2 separate regions of the Mus musculus genome follow, and region 1 is linked to region 2. A link is a contact called in public Hi-C data. All regions are on one chromosome and are shown on one strand. Each heading gives the region's core, a stretch centred on a gene start, on an enhancer-like site or on the middle of the called end of the contact. The rest is flanking DNA. Distances are from core to core; before and after follow the strand shown.

Region 1 (2,700 bases), core at 88-2,587, 540 kb before region 2:
GCAACAGACCTGGTGTAAAAGAGGTCTATAGGAGGAGGGGGAGGGGAGAGGACCTGGGGAAGGGATAGAGGCAGGCAAGTGAGAATATAGACAGGCAGATAGACGGGAACAGAGCCATGAGGACAGAGAAAGGGGACAGAGAGAGGGGCACACCCTAAGAACAAGAGAGGGAACACCAAGGACACACAGAGAGATAGAGTGGCAGCACACACCTGTCACACCTGGCAGTGGCCTCAGGTCATGGTGCTTAAGCTAGGTTCCTGAGGTCAGGCCAATGGAATCACCTATATGCTGCTAACAATAGATCTTTAAGCCAGGAGTAACGGGGCATTTGAAGACATTCTGTGCTTTGGTAGCTAGTTTTATGTCAACCTATCACAAGTAAAAGTCATCAGAGAGGGAGGAACCTAAGCTAAGAAAATGCATCTATAAGATTGGGCTGTAGGCAACCTTTAGAGCATTGTCTTAGTGATGGTGGAGTGCCCAGCCCAGCCCATTGTGAGTGGTGCCATCCCTCTGCTGGTGGTCCTGGGTACTAACTTCTGTCTTAATGTTCTATTTCTGTGAAGAGAAAGCATGAACGAGGCAACTCATAAAAGAATACACTTAATTGGGAACTTGCTTACAGGTTCAGAGAGGTAAACCCTCATCATCATGGTGAATGTGATGGCAGGCAGAGAGGCATGTGTTGGAGAAATAGCTGTGAGTGTACATCCTAACCTGGCAGTGGGGGTGGGAGGAGAGAAAAGCCTATGGGAGGGCATTCTCATTCAAACCACCACAGACTCAGAAACCATCACCTTACCACTAGCTGTAAAAATGAGTATGTACAACAGATATTGAACTTTGAAGTCACCCTGTCTTCAAACCAGGTACCTACTCCCACCCAATACCCAGAGTTATCTAGAGGCACCTGCTAAGCGTCTCAGCAGCCCGAACTCTACCCCATCTTAGGATCAGCACGCAGCTGCTGTACCTCAGGACTGGCAGCTTTAGATCCTAGCATGGTTCCCAGAGACTGAGAGGGCAGCAGTGCCCACACACTCTGTGACTAATTTTTGAAAGAATAACCTACTAATCAGCGTGGGAGGGAGCAGAACAGCGAATGTGCCTGTCTTCATATGGTATCACACATCATGTAATACAAATGTACTATCTAATTCAGCATGGTTTCTTCCCTCCCACACTCTCCCTGCGATGGCTTAGTGTTTATTTCTCTTCTGAGAACTTCTCAAAGGTGTGGACTAATTTTCACCACTGGCTATATGTGGATTGGATAGATGAACACACTCATCCATTCAACGCGTATTTGCTGAGTCATAAGCATCACTGTGGAGTTGTAGGAGAGCTTGAGACAGACGTGCCCTGTGATCCCACGGGGCTCCCTGTTTAGGAATGAGACAACAGACAGCTTCCAATAAGAAGCTGAATAAGGAGATCCCAGAGAGCAAGTGTGATAAACCCTCAGGAGCCTACTGAGGCAAATGTCTGTGGCACTTCCCTGTAAGGACAAAGCAGTGTGTCCTGTGTCCCCGAGTTTCATCTCTGTGCAGAAGGTCCCTACAGAGGAAAGGAGGGATCCAGACTGACCTGAAATGACCCAGTCCTCCCCCAACGCTCGAGCAGCAGCATGGCTTAACTGCATTAGTGTGTCCTGCCATTGTCTGGAGGTGACAAGACGTGGCCTCTCTAACCGATGGGTTTACAGGAGTATCCCAGCCAGTCTCTGCCCTGTGACTGTAAGTTTAAAGATACGAATCTCAGATTGTTTGAAGTTAAAAAAAAATCTCCATTCTTCTATTCCCTTTCTTTTCTTTCACTTTCTACACTAAGTAAGAAAGTGCCTCTTCCAGAAATGACCTGTATGAGCCCATCTTTCCCTGTAAGGAGAAAAATGAAAGCTGCCACTGCCTGAGTCCTGACAGTGGAAAGCCTGTTGTATTTGTAAAACATATGTATATGCAGGGAAATTATTTTTTTAAAAAGAATATATAATAAATGTATTTTGACTGCTTTATGTGCCTAAGTAATAAAAGAAAAACAAACTTAATTGATCTAAACCAAATGTGCCCCTTGATGCATGTAGAAACTCCCATGGAGATAATGGAAGGTTGTGTTTGGATTTCAGCATCATGTGTGTTATCCAAAGGCAGAGACTGGTATTTAGTACACGTGAATGTGTTCTGCATCCATATATTAGGTTTTTGTGTATGCCTGTGATTTCTGTATTTCTACTGATAGCCTGGGATGGAGAGGAGTGTTGAGAGCTGAGCTGACTGGCAGAAGCCATGTGAGTAGAGTAGAGGGCTAGGAGCATTTGTGCTCTCATTTCTCCTTGGTAAAAGGTCTCCGTGAGTATGCTTGGAAAAACATTTTAGGAATTTCCATGGTGGTGATAACTTCTAGTTCTCTGTGATTGTACCATGTGGGGCTGAAAAGGGGCAAATAGCAAATGCCCTTTGCTTCTCTGCTTAGCTTTGTTTATGAGCCTTGTTCTGTAGACATATGAGCTAAAGTAGGAGCAGAAATAATGAAGGTATGATAATAACTTTCTCACCAATATGATCAAATGCCTGGCTCAAAGGAGGAAGGCTTTACCTTGGTGTAAAGTGCCCCAGTCCTCTATGATGGGAAGGGCACAGCAAAGCAGAAATGCTTGGAGTGTAGAGTGTGGGGTGTTATATTTATATCATGAGAGAT
Region 2 (2,700 bases), core at 3-2,502:
ACTGTATGTCACCTGGTTCCAGCCATGCCTGAAACTTCTCCACTTTTAGCTTTTCCAACTAAATGAGCTAATAATTCAAACATTTTCTTTTTATTCTTGCTTAAATTATTTTTTTTAAAATGGATTTCCTATTCCTTGTTTCTAAGAGTCAAATGCTAACTACCCAAGCAGGGAATTCCTCTAGTCAGAGTACTGAAAAGAGGGTGTTTGTTCTCCTCCGAGTGTGTAAATGAAGGCAGGTACACACCAACCAACACAAACGTGCACACACATGTACATGTGAGAGTGACGTGCATGTATTTTCTCTGCTTGTACCTGGGCCCTGTTTCTAAATGCTCTACTTTCAAAAAATTCAGGTAGACAGCACCAGAAAGTGGGAAGAAGTCTCTCTTCCGCACCCTTTCTGTTGGCTAGTCCCCACCCCCCATGTTTGCAAAGGAAGTTATAGATCTTGAAAAAAAATTAAAGTGTGCAGAGGGACTCTTCATAGCTGAATGCTTATGACTGTAAGACTGATTTTCCTTGGCAAAATTTGAAACCACGAACAACAAAGACTATAGGGGAAGTCACAAAACAAACAACATTCTCCAGGGTTCTTGGGGGCCGGCGGGTGGGGGTGCGGGGTGGGGGGGCGCTTCCAAACAGGGCCAAACATTGGCACAGCTAATGCAGGTAAGTGCTGACACACAGGTACATTTTCCTCACCGAGAGGAGAAGGGAGGAAAAATCAATAAAATATGCAAATAAGGCATCAAACCTCAGAGCATGGAAATGTGGGTATTTTAATTTCCCCTGATACAGACAAATGCAGCCATGAGAAGTTTCTTCGGGAGTTTTTGTCATCTGCCATTTGTAGAGGGAGAGGGGGAGTTAGGAAGCAGTGAGCAGAGGAGAGAATTACCCAGAAGCCAGCAAGACCCTTTGCCCACAATGCAGTAGGCGCAGTCATCCCCAAAGGGCCTAACTCCTCCCAGAAGCCACTTCAAAATCACCTCCATGAGGATGAAATTGTCAAACCACACCTCGTTCTTTGGCAGCCAATGCTGCTTGGAGAGAGGCGGAAAGAAGCGCTTGCAGTACTGGAAGCTTCCTTGTGGCCTGTTTGGAAGATGTCTCTTTCTGTGGGAGAACACAGTTGTGCTTCTGAGCCCTGCTTCTGACAGGCTGCTGCTTTGGGGGGCCTGCCTGTGCTACGGCAGGGCAGAACGGCAGCCTTGGAATCCCAGCAGTTCTGGCTGACTTCACCACTGACAGCTTGTCGTCGCTATGGAGGCGGCTGAGCCTTGGTTTCCTTATATATGAGCTGTAATAGAAACACCTGCTCTAAAGCTTGGTGGTGGTGCACAGTAAAACTAGCGAAAAGGCCAGGCATGGTGCTGCATACCCTCAGCCCCAGCATTGTGGAAACAGAGAGAGCTGGGTCTCTTTGAGTTAAAGTCCAGCCCTGCTCTGTAGAGCCATTCTAGGCCACCCAGGGCTGCATAGTGAGACTGTCTTTAAAAACACAAAACAAAACAAACAACAACAAAAATAAAACCTCTAAAAGCTAAAAGGATCCACTAGTGGAGGCATAATTCTGTAATTCTATGGTCAGAAAGCTGAGGCAGGAGAATTATGATTTCAAGGTCAGTTTTGTGGCTGTCTAGTAAAATCCTGTGAAGAAAGTAAAGGTAGGGAGAGAGGAAGAGAGGGAGGGAGGGACCGAAGGAGGAAGAGTGGGAGGGAGGAAAGGAGGGAAGGAGGGAAGGAGGGAAGGAAGGAGAGAGAACATAGACTCATGATCCCTTCACAAACACAAATAAGCTATGGACTTCACTGTGTACCCTTAAGTTTGTGCCTAGAAATCACACAATCTCTCTCCTCTCTCTCTCTCTCTCTCTCTCTCTCTCTCTCTCTCTTTCTCTCTCAAGCAATCGAGATTAGAGCAAAAACATAATGGATAGACTTCTACACTTTGGGACTCAGCCACTGAAAAGGAGCAGGAAGGGACTAACTTTGGAATAGGGACCACAAAAGATGAGTCTCTCCTAGCACTGGAAGGACAAGAGGAACTTCCTGACAGTTACCTGATGCTCCTGGGTGAGGGCAGCTGTAGAGCAGGTCTTACCTGGGCCAGAACCAGCAGCTGGCCCCTTGCTGGTGGGAGCCACCCTGCCTGCCTCTGAGCAGAGGCAGGGTGATCGTCAGGCAGGGTCAGGGAAAGCCTCCCTCCCTGTGCCTGGCAAGAGACAAATGTCAAGAACAAACTATTATCTGAAGAAATCTGGATTCCAGGAGCGTTGAAGAAAGGTAGACTTTACAAGGCAACAGAGAAAATAGACACATAAAAACCGACCACGACCTGTCAACAGATTACGCTGTATTCTCTCTGCTTTCAAGGTTAGGGACACCCCTCTTTCCTTCATTACCACCTCAACAGCACAGTGCTCTGGATCTACAGAAACAGACCTTGCAGAAATGAGACCTTTAAAGCTGTTTCCAACTTGGGGGATTTCGGTGCGGGTGGCTCTGGTGTGATGATCTGCATTAAACAGAGAGCTAGGGCATCTATGCCCGGTGCCCAGGCTAGGAAAATGTTGGTTCACACTAAAGGGCAAGCCAGGAGGCTGGCAGAATTCCCAGATCCACTGAGTCAGGTCTTTGCACTTCTGCCTCAGAAGCTGTTTTAGCTTTTTGGAGGTAGTTGAAGCTGTTTACCTC

The links. Hi-C and Micro-C count contacts between places; a contact is called where the count stands out from the background.
Region 1: a contact with region 2 is called in a Hi-C map of cortical neurons, with 2.8 times the contacts expected there. The contact joins two enhancer-like sites. A contact is called at or near these places in 5 of 484 Hi-C or Micro-C datasets (cerebral cortex, cortical neurons and nephron progenitors) and 5 of 115 datasets of contacts at active chromatin or transcription factors (VIP interneurons, cardiomyocytes, embryonic basal ganglia and 2 more).

What each region holds. Positions count from the first base shown.
Region 1 is chr3:85,552,333-85,555,032 of GRCm38.p6, reverse strand. It overlaps Gm3740. Among named protein-coding and RNA genes, the nearest start is that of Gatb, 20 kb to the left of the region's middle. Within about 2 kb of position 1,337, at least 32 of the 459 cell types and tissues checked have an H3K27ac peak or open chromatin away from gene starts, as enhancers often do. A contact at or near this core is called in VIP interneurons, cerebral cortex and cortical neurons, where this site is marked.
Region 2 is chr3:85,014,358-85,017,057 of GRCm38.p6, reverse strand. No RefSeq gene overlaps it. Among named protein-coding and RNA genes, the nearest start is that of Gm30944, 7.2 kb to the left of the region's middle. Within about 2 kb of position 1,252, at least 31 of the 459 cell types and tissues checked have an H3K27ac peak or open chromatin away from gene starts, as enhancers often do. A contact at or near this core is called in VIP interneurons, cerebral cortex and cortical neurons, where this site is marked.